Linked DNA regions of Sus scrofa: region 2 is linked to region 1. Evidence: chromatin contacts called from public HiChIP or PLAC-seq data. All regions are on one chromosome and are shown on one strand. The core of a region is the stretch at or near the end of the contact, and the rest is flanking DNA. Distances in the headings are between cores, read along the strand shown.

The links. HiChIP or PLAC-seq counts read pairs in DNA pulled down with a chosen protein or histone mark.
Region 2: an H3K27ac HiChIP or PLAC-seq map of alveolar macrophages shows a contact between it and region 1. The contact joins two enhancer-like sites. A contact is called at or near these places in 2 of 47 Hi-C or Micro-C datasets (blood and embryonic fibroblasts) and 1 of 2 datasets of contacts at active chromatin or transcription factors (alveolar macrophages).

What each region holds. Positions count from the first base shown.
Region 1 is chr13:134,547,032-134,553,347 of Sscrofa11.1, forward strand. All of the region lies in intron 8 of IQCG (IQ domain-containing protein G), which reads right to left. Among named protein-coding and RNA genes, the nearest start is that of IQCG, 38 kb to the right of the region's middle. Within about 2 kb of position 4,025, at least 4 of the 83 cell types and tissues checked have an H3K27ac peak or open chromatin away from gene starts, as enhancers often do. A contact at or near this core is called in alveolar macrophages, where this site is marked.
Region 2 is chr13:134,728,827-134,735,357 of Sscrofa11.1, forward strand. The region is part of intron 1 of OSBPL11 (oxysterol-binding protein-related protein 11); the gene reads left to right. Among named protein-coding and RNA genes, the nearest start is that of OSBPL11, 14 kb to the left of the region's middle. Within about 2 kb of position 3,190, at least 1 of the 83 cell types and tissues checked has an H3K27ac peak or open chromatin away from gene starts, as enhancers often do. A contact at or near this core is called in alveolar macrophages, where this site is marked.

The DNA of each region.
Region 1 (6,316 bases), core at 2,775-5,274:
TTATTATTTACATTAATTTCTATTATGGCAAATGATACCGGCCTTCCTTTTATGATAATGATATAGTAATCTTAACTGAAAATAAACTGATATAGTTGTTTAGGTGAGTAAGTAACCAGAGAATAGTAGTAAGAAGGTGGTATGCAAGTATTACAAAACCAGGAAAATAATATGCAAAAAACTGAAGTTTGCACTAGAAAGCTTGAAATCAAGCAATAGAAATTCCATCAACTCCATTAAAGGTAAGAAGGAGAGAAACAATTAGAAAACTTGAAATACAGGAAACATAAAATTAGATGGAAAAACAAGTATAAACAAATGGAAAATCACAAGTAAATAAAATGAGATAAACTCACCTATCAAAAGAAACTCAGATTTTTTAAAAATTCAACCATGGACTATTTATAAAAACCACAGCTCAAATAATATAATCAAAGCAAAAAGAAAGCAGGTTTGGCAATTAATATCTGGCAAAATAAATTCAAGCCATAAATAATTAAATGAGACAAAAAGGGATACTTTAAACTGATAAAAGACAAGCCTCATTACGAAAATACACAGGGGAGTTCCCATCGTGGCTCAGTGGTTAACGAATCTGACTAGGAACCATGAGGTTGCGGGTTCAATGCCTGACCTCGCTCAGTGGGTTAAGGATCCAGCATTGCTGTGAGCTGTGGTGTAGGTCGCAGACGAGGCTCAGATCCTGCATTGCTGTGCCTGTGGCATAGGCCAGCAGCTACAGCTCCGATTCGACCCCTAGCCTGGGAACCTCCATATGCTGCGGGATGGGCCCTAGAAAAGGCAAAAAAAGACCAAAAAAAAAAAAAAGAAAGAAAGAAAGAAAATACACAGGAATTCCCACTACAGCACAGGAGGATCAGTGGCATCTCTGCAGCTCAAGGACACAGGTTTGATCCCTGGCCCGGCACAACGGGTTAAAAGGACTGGTGTTAGTTGCAGCATAGGTTGCAACTGCGGCTTGGAGCTGATCCCTGGCCTGGGAACTCCATATGCCGTGGACAGCCAAAAAAAGAAAGGGGGGAAAAGATATTACAATTATAAACTTTTATTTTCTAATAACATATTTTGGAATATGTAAAGCAAAAATTATTAGTATGTGAAATTGACAGATTCACAATCATTTTAGGAAACTATCACACGTCTCTGAAATTAATAGGTAGACCAAAATAACAATATGAGGAATTTGACAGCTACATTAAAAATTACACAACTTGCAATTCCCTTCGTGGCGCAGTGGTTAACGAATATGACTAGGAACCATGAGGTTGCAGGTTCGACCCCTGGCCTTGCTCAGTGGGTTAAAGGATCCGGCATTGCCCTGAGCTGTGGTGTAGGCTGCAGACATGGCTCGGATCCTACGTTGCTGTGGCTCTGGCGTAGGACGGTGGCTACAGCTCCGATTCGACCTCTAGCCTGGGAACCTCCACATGCCATGGGAGCGGCCCTAGATAAAGCAAAACAAAACAAAACAAAACAAAAAAACAAACAAAAAATTACACAACTTTGTACCTACCAGAAAAAAACATTCTTTTCAAATACCCAGGGAATATTCATATAACCTGAGCATATGTTAAGCCCAAGTAAGAGCTCTATAAAGTCACAAGCATAAATCTTACATTTCACGTTCTAAGACCACAGTGGAAAACAGTAAGAGTGTAGACTTCAGGGCATCGCTGTGAGCAATAGAAAGACAGCCTACACTCTTCCCTCTCCAGCTTAAACTACTTGGGCATTTAAGAAACACCCTTTTAGATAACTCTTGGGTTAAAAAGAAAATAACAAATTGTAAACTAAAAATCATGATGCCTTGGAGTTCCCATCATGGGGCAGCAGAAACGAATCCAACTAGGAACCATGAGGTTTCGGGTTTGATCCCTGGCCTCGCTCAGTGAGTTAAGAATCCAGCATTGCCGTGAGCCATGGTGTAGGTCACAGACGTGGCTCGGATCTGGTGTTGCTATGGTGTAGGCCGGCAGCAACAGCTCTTATAAGACCCCTAGCCTGGGAACCTCCATATGCCACGGATGTGGCCCTAAAAAGACAAAAAAGACAAAAAATAAATAAATAAATAAAATAAAAATTATGATGCCTACAATTTACTTTTAAAGGCATTAAAAAAAGATAAGATGGGAGTTCCCATTGTGGCTCAGTGGTTAGCGAATCCGACTAGGAACCATGAGGTTGCAGGTTAGATCCCTGGTCTTGCTCAGTGGGTTAGGTATCCGGCATTGCCGTGAGCTGTGGTGTAGGTTGCAGATGCAGCTCGGATCCCGTGTTGCTGTGGCTCTGGAGTAGGCTGGTGACTACAGCTCAGATTTGACCCCTAGCCTGGGAACTTCCATATGCAGAGGGAGTGGCCCAAGAAATGGCAAAAAAAAAAAAAAAAAAAAAAAAAAAAAAAAAAAAAAAAAAAATTGAAAAGGTAGCCAAATGTCTCTCCTTTAAAATGAAACCTAGGAGTTCCTGTCGTGGATCTGTGTTGCTGTGGTCATGGGGTCGACTGGCAACTGTAGCTCCAATTCAACCCCTGGCCTGGCAACCTCCATTATGAAGTGAGTTCGGCCCTGAAAAGCAAATAAATAACTAAATAAAAATAAAATGAAGAGTTCCCATCATGGCTCAGTGGTTAACAAATCCGATTACAAACCATGAGGTTGCAGTTTCGATCCCTGGCCTTGCTCAGTGGGTTAAGGATTCAGCGTTGCCGTGAGCTGTGGTGTAGGTTACAGACTCAGCTTGGATCTGGCATTGCTGTGGCTCTGGCATAGGCCAGCAGCTACAGCTCCAATTAGACCCCTACCCTGGGAACCTCCATATGCTGCGGGAACAGCCCTATAAATGGCAAAGACAAAAAAATAAAAAATAAAAAAAAATAAAATGAAACCTAGCAAGACTATTTATGACTGAATTTTACCAGTTTCAAGGAACAGATTATTATCTGTTCTGTTCTTTTTCTATTTTTTTAGGTTTCTGAGTACAAAAAATGATAAGCTTCCTAACTCAAGCTGCCAGGCTAGTGTAACACCTAAAGACAACAAAGAAGCACCAAAAAATGAATCCATGGTTTAATCTCAGTTATGGAATACATAAATACAAAATAAAGATCTATACAGAGTTCCTGTCCTGGCTCAGCAGATTAAGAACCCAACTAGTTAGTATCCAGTAGGATGTGGGTTCTATCCCTGGCCTCACTCAGTAGGTTAAGGATCCAGTGTTGTCATGAGCTGTGGTGTAAGTCACAGATGCTCCTCGGATCCCTCATTGCTGTGGCTGTGGCATAGACTGACAGCTGCACCTTTAATTCAGCCCTTAGCCTGGGAACTTCATATGCCACATATCCTTAAAAAGAAAAAAAAATGAAATAAAAATCTGTAATTCTAGCAGTTTAGTAAAAGAATAATAAATTATGACTGAGTAGGGTTTAATCTCAAAAATTTAAAGATGATTCAACATCAACAAATCTGTTCATGTATTTTACTTTATTAACACGTTAAAAGAGAAGGAAACCCTATCATCTCAGTAGATTTTTTTAAAAAACAAAAAACCTAGCAAGATAAGACTAAAAGGAAACTTTCTTAACTTGGTAAAGTTTATCTACCATAAACCTACAGAGCAGGAGTTCCTCTTGTGGTGCAGCAGAAACGAATCCAACTAGGAACCATGAGGTTGAGGGTTTGATCGCTGGCCTGGCTCAGTGCGTTAAGGATCCAGCGTTGCCGTGAGCTGTGGTGTAGGTCACAGACCCAGCTCAGATCCTGTGTTGCTGTGGCCAGCAGCTGCAGTTCTGATTTGACCCTTAGTCTGGGAATCTCCATATGCTGCGGGTGCGGCCCTGAAAAAAAAAAAAACCTACAAAGCAAACTTCATACAATCCCAGCTTATGCCAGTTATCAATTTATTACCTCTCAACTCCAAATTATCCTTCACTGACCAGTCTTGAAACTGAGTGCTTGCCGTCAAACATTGCAAACTGATGCAATGTTCAGCCTTGTCAGTAGAGGGCGCTGGAGGGGCATAACAGAGGAGCTTCTCCCTTTGGTTCCAGTTTTGAGTTTCCTCTTTTGTTTCGGAGGCACAGGTGACAGTGGAATGGGTGTGGGACACTCAGTGGCACTCTCTCTCAAGCAAGTTTTGTGATACAAAAGGACTCTTGCTTGTGACACAGTTCACAGTTCCTTGCTTGCCAGCTGCATCCTACTGGCTTATAAACCAGCTCTGACCCAGGGCAACAAAGGAAACATCTGTTTATTCCTCCCTTGGATACTGTCCTTCAGCCCTAGAGTTCTCTTTAACCCCTCCTTTGTAGCCAATTCCTATTAACAGTCAATGATTCTTTTGTTAAGTAGTTCCTGCTCAAATTATTGATGTGGTTTCTGTCACCAAACTGGACCATAATGATACAGAATTAGTACAAAAAATAGAGTTTGTCTCCCACCTTCCAATTCACATGTCTTACTGAGGATCTAAAATCCTTGCTTCTTCCTTCCATCATTTACAATCAACATAATGCAGTGAACTACTATGATGTTTTGTGGGAAGTCAAAGCAGCAGTATCTGCAGACCATAATATGGCAGAGAAAGGAGAAATGACACATGCCTGATATGAGACTGTGAGGGTATACTACTGGCCTTGCCAGGTAGAAGCAAACTGTTTGTGGAGCTCTTTTCAAACAATTTTGGAGACAGGGGCTATAGTCAAGTTAATAGCTGCCTACCAAGTGCCAGTGGCCATTGAAGATTTTCTCCAGTAAAGATACTACACCTGGAACAGGAGCTGCAGTTGGAGTCACCATCTGATTACATTTACATTAGTCCATAGTCACTCTCGAGGATCAAGCAGCGGCAAGGCCAAACAGCTGAGTTAAGTGTGGATGTGGTAAGTGTTGCTAGCCTCACTTGGAAGCCTTTGATGTTGGCACTGAGTTCTGCAGTTCCACCAGATGTACAGCATTGCTCCTGCTTTACTATCTTGGTAGGGACGAAAAGTTCCAGAGACTTCCACTGGGCCTGACTACCATAATGGCCTTCATTCCAGGAATCAGAGAGCCAATGTGGAAATTCTGTTACCAAGTATGTTTAGTCCAGTCAAATGTTCAGTAACTGCGGAAAATAACCACGGAGTGGATCCACAGAACAAGGGGGACCAGAGCAAATCAGACCCAAGTCTCCATCTATCATTTGACCACCACAATCCCCCATTTTGAGTAGGAGCCAAAGCGTTGTTTTTGAGGCCCCAGGAATGAGCATCAAGTCAGAGCCAATGTTTAATAAACTCAGAAGATCTAGATGTTTTTTTCCAGTGTGTAGTGACTCTAGTAAGTAGCCACAGGTCCCCTGAGTAAGGCTTAGAGAAAGATGCACAGTGCGGCAGAGTTCGTCCTCAGGGGCTCTGGCTCTGGGCATTTACTTAGTCTGGAAACTGGATGAGAGTCCATGACTCTGCACTGTGGTGACTCAAATCAGGTCTTTGGCTACTCGGCTTGGACTTTTTTTCTTTTATATAAATCAAGATATACTTTATCAGGCTGCCCATCAGTTTTGTTCCCAGGGATACCATGATTAATTGGGCACTGCAGACATCCCTGCGGGTCAAGGCTCTCTGATTATGAGTGCCTCCCTGCGTCCTCCATGGCAGCTGTAGCCACCTTTTCTTTGGTAGTCAAGTGCTGCCACGTGTCCTCCAGCACTCCATGGTCCCATCATCCCCTCTGAAATCTTACCCAGCCTACATAAGAAAGCAACCACAAGGCTTTTCAAGGAAGCAGGTGTTCCCCCTAACTAATGAATTAAAGGAGTGTCTTCTGGGAAGGACTGTCCCACAGAAACTAGTTAGAGGTGGGTGTTTGGGTGGGTATTAGGTCACACTTGATAAATTCACTCTGATATTCCTATGTCCCTAAGCCTTTGAATTCTCTCCTCCAGGTCCTAGCAAGGAAGTTCTGGCATCTTTATTAAATGTGGGCCACAGCTGAGTCCAAGTTTCAGTTAACCAACCCAGAAAGCTGTTAGTCACCTATAGCTGCCCAATCTAACACATTAGATCCCAAATTTCTAGTAAAGTGTGTCCATATCAATGAACTCAGCCTGTTCTAGTGTTAATTCCATCTTTCTTGGTCTAATACCCTTAGAATCCATTCCCACGCATGTCTCCCAGGTGCCTGCCAATGGTAAAGTCTTGTAATGCTTTTGGAGTATAAGCTATTTCCTTCTGAGTTACAGTTATCTGAGCTATCTGTCAACCTGGAACCTGCTAAGATTGATCCAGGGACAAACAGGGTGTTTGCACTAGGTTTTG
Region 2 (6,531 bases), core at 1,940-4,439, 180 kb after region 1:
CAGCTCCAATTTGACTCCTAGCCGGGGAACTTCCACATGCCACAGGTGCAGCCTCCCCACAAAAGATATTAAAAATAGATGAGCTCTAAAAAAATTAATGATTATTGATAAATAATTAGTTTAGGGCATGGTAGTTTCATCATTTACTAGTGTCCTAACTTGTGCAGCAGATATTTTTGAGCTCTTACTCAAATGTGTGAAGCCCTCTGTTAGTTAATTCCAGGTTAATGTGTGCTCTCAGAACAATGAAAGCAGGGACCCCAAGGCTTATTTTAGGGAGGTCATGAAAAAGAATCAGAAATGGGAAGAGCCTCAATTACATTTGCAAAATGTATCATGACAAATTTTTTTAATACCAAAGCTGAGAAGTGAATTTACTAAGGTAGCCTTAAGTTTTCTTCTTTCCAGAGTAATTTATACTCATGATTTATACTCAGCATTTAAAATTACATTGATTTTTTTTTTTTTTTTTTTTTTTTTTTGGCTCTGCCTGTGGCATGTGGAAGTTCCCAGGCCAGGGATCAAATTTGCGCCACAATAGTGAGCCAGGCTGCTGCAGTGACAATGCCAGATAGTTAACTTGCTGTGCCAGAAGGGAACTCTGAAAATAGATTTCTTAATTCTAGATCCTTCCTTTCTCATAGTAAATGTTCAAAGTTCATAAAATGTGTGTTTCCATTGTTTTTATTTTCTTCATGTCAGCTTTTAGAAAAACTGACAAATCTGCAAATCTGCCACTTGTTTATTAAAATGGACAGAAGAAAACTACCCAGAGGAGGACTGAAAAGCAAATTGGGGCATATGATGGGCCTGCTTTTTCTTTCTTTGGGCTCTGTGCTAGTTAACTGCTGTTAAACAGGCAGATCTCTTTTCCTCGTTAACAATAGTATGCATTTCAGTAAAAGGGTAGAAGTCTGCATATGTATACTATGGAAATAATTTTTGTGGTCAGACCTTGTCTTCCATTCTAAATACTCTATTACAAGGAAAAGTACCTATTTGCACATGGAGAAGGGATACCTGCCTAAATATAGTGTTTGCTGTCTTTGAGATTTTACTACTTCTTGTGAGGTTGATTTGAAGAAAAAGTCATAAATGTTTGCCTTTTTTCTCTGTATGGGTTAAAGGAAAGTTGAATATATAATTCTGGATTTATTTTCTATATTTGAAATCTCTATAGATTCTAGAAAAGATAAGAGAAAGGCAACTTATAGGCGTAAAACTGAACAGTGTAATAAAATATTGTTCCATAATTTATTGAGAACTATTCCTAGCCTTGAACAAGATTTGGTTTATTATGATACACTGTGATTTCTTATATTTTTACTTTACGAGTTTAAATAAATATAGTCCATTTGAGTTCATATTTAATGAATTTTGTTGCAGTTATACTGTATCAAAACTATACAAACAACATAATGTTAGAATATACAAATTAGTCTTTTAGTCCTTTCTGAATGAGTTATATACTTTAGGTCTCAGAGGTAATTGTCCATCAGATAGATTTGTGGGTAATTATGCCTTTTGTTTTTGCTTTTGAAAATAGTGTAGGTAATAGGTGTAATGGTTAGTACTCTGGACCCTAAAAATAGTGGAGAGTATTCTTGATGTAAATTATACTACTTTGAGAGAGGGAACATCTTTCCTAGCTAAGAATCTTCCCCTGTACTGATTTTGTTTAATAAAGTGATTTGCATCCAAAAAGAAAGGGTGGGGGAAAAAATGTAATTGTAATGTATACATGTAAGGATAACCTGACCCCCTTGCTGTACAGTGGGAAAATAAAAAAAATTATTAAAAAAAATAATAAATAAAATAAAATAAAATGATTTGCATCCAGACTTGTCAGGTTTAATTTAAATCTAAGTTGCCTCATTAAATAGTTACATTCATGTTTTGGTATTATCATCTAGGTTTGAGGACAGTTATAGAGCAACGTGATTTGCTGGTGCAAGAAAGGATTTTCTTTTTGGTTAATTAAGTATTAATATAAGTAATAATGTGAGAAAAAAGAATGTATACATGTATGTGTGACTGGGTCATCTCACTGTGTAGTAGAAAATTGACAGAACACTGTAAATCAGCTATAATGGAAAAAATAAAAATCATTATTAAAAAAAAATAGGAGTTCCCGTTGTGGCTCAGTGGTTAACGAATCTGAGTAGGAACCATGAGATTGTGGGTTCAGTCCCTGGCCTTGCTCAGGAGCGGCCCAAGAAATGGCAAAAAGACAAATAAATAAATAAATAAGATCTGAGCTGTGTCTGTGATCTACACCACAGCTCACAGCAACGCTGGATCCTTAATCCACTGAGTAAGCCCTGGAATCAAACCTGTGTCCTCATGGATGCTAGTCAGGGTCGTTAACCACCGAGCCACGGTGGGAACTCCATGTTTCTTACTCATTTTCTTATGTCATTTGTTTAGCTTGTTTTTTCTTCCTTTCCTCTCCATTCATTTCCTTCTTTCTCCATTTTTATTTATTTTTTTGTTGTTATAAATAGTGCTACAGTGGACATGTTTGCATGTTTTCTTTGTTTGCTTTTTTTTTTTTTGCTTTTTAGGGCCACCCCCTGCAGCATATGGAGATTCCCAGGCTAGGGGGGCCAATTGGAGCTACATCTGCTGGCCTACTTCACAGCCACAGCAACACCAGATCCTTAGCCCACTGAGCGAGGCCAGGGATGGAACTGCAACCTCATGGTTCCTAGCCGGGTTCATTTCCCTTGCACCATGACGGGAACTCCTTTGTCTGTATTTCTTTTTTTTTTTTTTTTTTTTTTTTGGTCTTTTCTTCGGCCGCTCTCGCAGCATATGGAGGTTCCCAGGCTAGGGGTCTAATCGGAGATGTAGCCACCGGCCTACGCCAGAGCCACAGTCACGCGGGATCCGAGCCGCGTCTGCAACCTACACCACAGCTCACGGCAACGCCGGATCGTTAACCCACTGAGCAAGGGCAGGGACCGAACCCGCAACCTCATGGCTCCTAGCCGGATTCGTTAACCACTGCACCACGACGGGAACTCCTGTCTGTATTTCTAATTGCCTGTCTGGATACCTAGAAATGAAATTCTTGGGCCAGAGAGCATTAACATTTTAAAGACTCTTAGCAGGAAGGAGGGAGTCTCCCCGGAGATCAGTTAAGACACAGTCAGAAGTAGAATTTTTTTTTTTTTTTAGGACCACACTTGAGGAAGTTCCCAGGCTAAGGGTTGAATCAGAGCTATAGCTGCCAGCCTACATTACAGCCACAGCAAAGCCAGATCTGAGCCACATCTGCAGCCTACCACCTCGAGGATCCTTAACCCACCTTTAAAGCATAGGGATCCACCCCATCCTCACGGATACTACATTGCGTTCTTAACCCCCTGAGCCACCACGGGATCTCCAGAGGTAGAATTTTTTTAATCTGGGATTTATTGGATGAGTATACAGGCTATGAATTTATTTATTTATTTATTTTTGCAGGCTCCTCAGTTGTCTTGTGGTTTTATAGAAAAAGTCTACTCTGTCTTCCCATTGCTTAATTCGTTCAACAGAGATGCGCTGAACATCTGTTTATATCCCAGGCCATATACTAGGTGCTCTTAAGGACTGCTAGGATGAGTAAGAAGCAGTCACTGCTCTGTAGAATATCTTTTTACAGCAGAAGGAGGTACATGTGTTGCAGAAAATCCCATCTGTTGCCAGTTTCTTTTTCCTCAGCTAAGCAGTTCCCTTCATGCTATTTTTGTTATCAAGGGAATGAACCAAAACTAAGCCTTTTTGGAGGACAGTTCTTGCCTGGTAGAAAGTGGGAATATTTTTGGAGTTCCCATCGTGGCACAGCGGAAATGAATCTGACTAGGAGCTATGAGGTTGCAGGTTCGATCCCTGGCCTCACTCAGTGGGTTAAGGATCTGGCCTTGTCGTCAGCTATGGCATAGGCTGGTGGCTATAGCTCCGATTAGACCCCTAGCCTGGGAACCTCCATATGCCGCAGGTGCAGGGCCCTTAAAAGACAAAAGACCAAAAAAAAAAAAAAAAAAGTAGAATTTTTAACTTTAGCTTAATTGGCACCTCTTTTGTTACAGCTTACATGAATTCCTGCCTGTAATTAAATGCCTTAAGGTGACCAATAATTCCTCTGTCTGGGCTCTGGAGCCCACCTCTCCCCAGTTTCCCTCTGTCCATCTCCTGAGTCGGGAGCCTTTCTCCATTCACTGTCTCCTTCCTGTTAGGCACTTGGAACTGCCTTGCCTTGAGCCTATACTCCCTTAACCACTCCTCTCTCTCCCAGTCTCTCTTCTTTACTGCTTTACTGCGCACTGGCTCTGCCTCCATCATTCCATTGAACCATTACCTCTTGGTTGTTAAATCTGATAGAAACTTCTCAATCTTCATCTTCCTTCACCCTTCAATAGTATTAAACATTCTTGACCACAAACTTACTTGAGTACTCCAGATTTTCTTCCTACTACTCAGCTACTTCTTTCTTCTTCTCTGTACTCCTCTTGCCTTTAAAACTTTTCCTTAGTCTTGGTTCTCTCTTAGATTCTGTCCCTTCTCTGGTCATTTTATAATACTTCCTAGGTGATTTTATTTACTCTCATGGCTGAAAATGCCAGGTACGTGCTTATATGCTGATACCACCAGCATCTGTGTGTTCAGTCCAAATCATGCTACCCCATTGGCTGTCTCCCTGTGTATGTCCCACAGATCCTTTAAGTTGAATATGTTAAATTGGAACAAATCCAGAAATTCCTTTATGATCCCCATTTCAGAGAAGGCATGAGTATCTACACAATTGTGCCAGCTGGAAATCTGAGTGTTCCCCTTATCCCTTCTCTCTCACTCTTACTCTCATTCTCATTTCACATCTGATAAGTCAAGTACCATCATTTCAGCCTAGTTGCTATTGAATCCTGTGTCTTTAGTAAACTATCTTAAAAAAAAAAAAAGATGTTCCCGTCGTGGCTCAGTGGTTAACAAATCTGACTAGGAACCATGAGGTTTCGGGTTCCATCCCTGGCCTTGCTCAGTGAGTTAAGGATCCGGCATTGCCACGAGCTGTGGTGTAGGTCACAGACATGGCTCAAATCCTGCGTTGCTGTGGCTGTGGCTCTGGCGTAGGCTGGCGGCTACAGCTCTGATTCGACCCCCAGCCTGGGAATCTCCTTATGCTGTTGGTACAGCCTTAGAAAAGACAAAAGACAAAACAAAACAAAACAAAACTATTTTCATTTGAGTGACAGCTAAAAACAGGGTCCCAGTGGGTTCTCCTCTTTTTCTACAAGGAGATACACCTCTCTTATGTTAGATAATAGATTTGGGATGGAGAGGGATTGCCTTTTTATTTCAAAGGATTTGAAAATGTTTAAAAAGTAGCTTGATTTTTAAGAATTTCTACTTTTAAGGATCTTCTTTAAATCCAACAAAGAAGAATTGAGAAATATGAAGGATAGTAATGGAGATTTCAGAAGTTAAACAGTCATTTTTTAGATGCCTAGGAGGGGAGTTCCCATTGTGGCTTAGTGGGTTAAGGACCTTTTTTGACCCTTAGCCTGGAAACTTCCATATGCTGCAGGTGCAGCCATAAAAGGAAAGAGGGAAAAAAGATACCTAGGAGGAGATGAACCTCAAACATAATAATGCCACTCAGCATATTGTTCAGTTTATCATTTGCGTTTATAGACTATCAGCTTGGGAAAAATGTGAGTGCCATACAAACAAAAGTGTCTCTCTGCTTTTTCAAGTACCAATGGAACTGAAAGAAATAGCTTTGCTGTGACTTAGGGCTGGAAGTAGAGGACCTATAGCAAAAATCCAGTGGGTTGGGTTTCTGGAGAAGAATCCTTCCTCCAAATGTGGATTTTATTTTATTTTGTTTTTCAGCCACACTCCGGGCATGTGGAAGTTCCCAGGCCAGGGATCGAACCTGTGCCACAGCAGCGACCAGAGCCACTGCAGTGAAGATGTTGGATCCTTGACCTGCTACACCACAGTGGGAACTCCCAGATGTGGATTTTAGAAGATAGTGAAATGAGAATTCAAATTAGTAGTGTCAGTTTTAACATGACAGAATAGATATATAATTATCATAGCTTTGTGTTGACATTTTAGAAGTTGACAACCTTTGTCTCTTGAGATTAGTGACATCATGAAACCAAAAGGACTTGAGCAGTTTCACTTAGTAAACTGTTGTTTACTAGCCTTAGAATGGTAGAGAAATACAGGGGAAAAAAACAACCACCCAAGACATTTTCTTGGTCATGGGATCAGTTCTTTATTCTCAGATTTGATCTTTATTTTCAAGTACTTTGAAGAAATGAAATTAGAAAGGGACCCAACATTGAGTTTATTTATCCCTGAGGCATCCTCCTACTTGCTCTCCTATAAAAATAGTTGTTAGAATCTTAGAGTCAATTTGGTCATTTTGTTTGCCTGAGAGTGTATCTTTATCTCTTTTCATTTGTTACTCAAATTAATCTAAATCTTTAAAGAATTTTGTTCTGTTGTTTGTGTTAGCTCTACCTTTGATTTTGCTTTTGG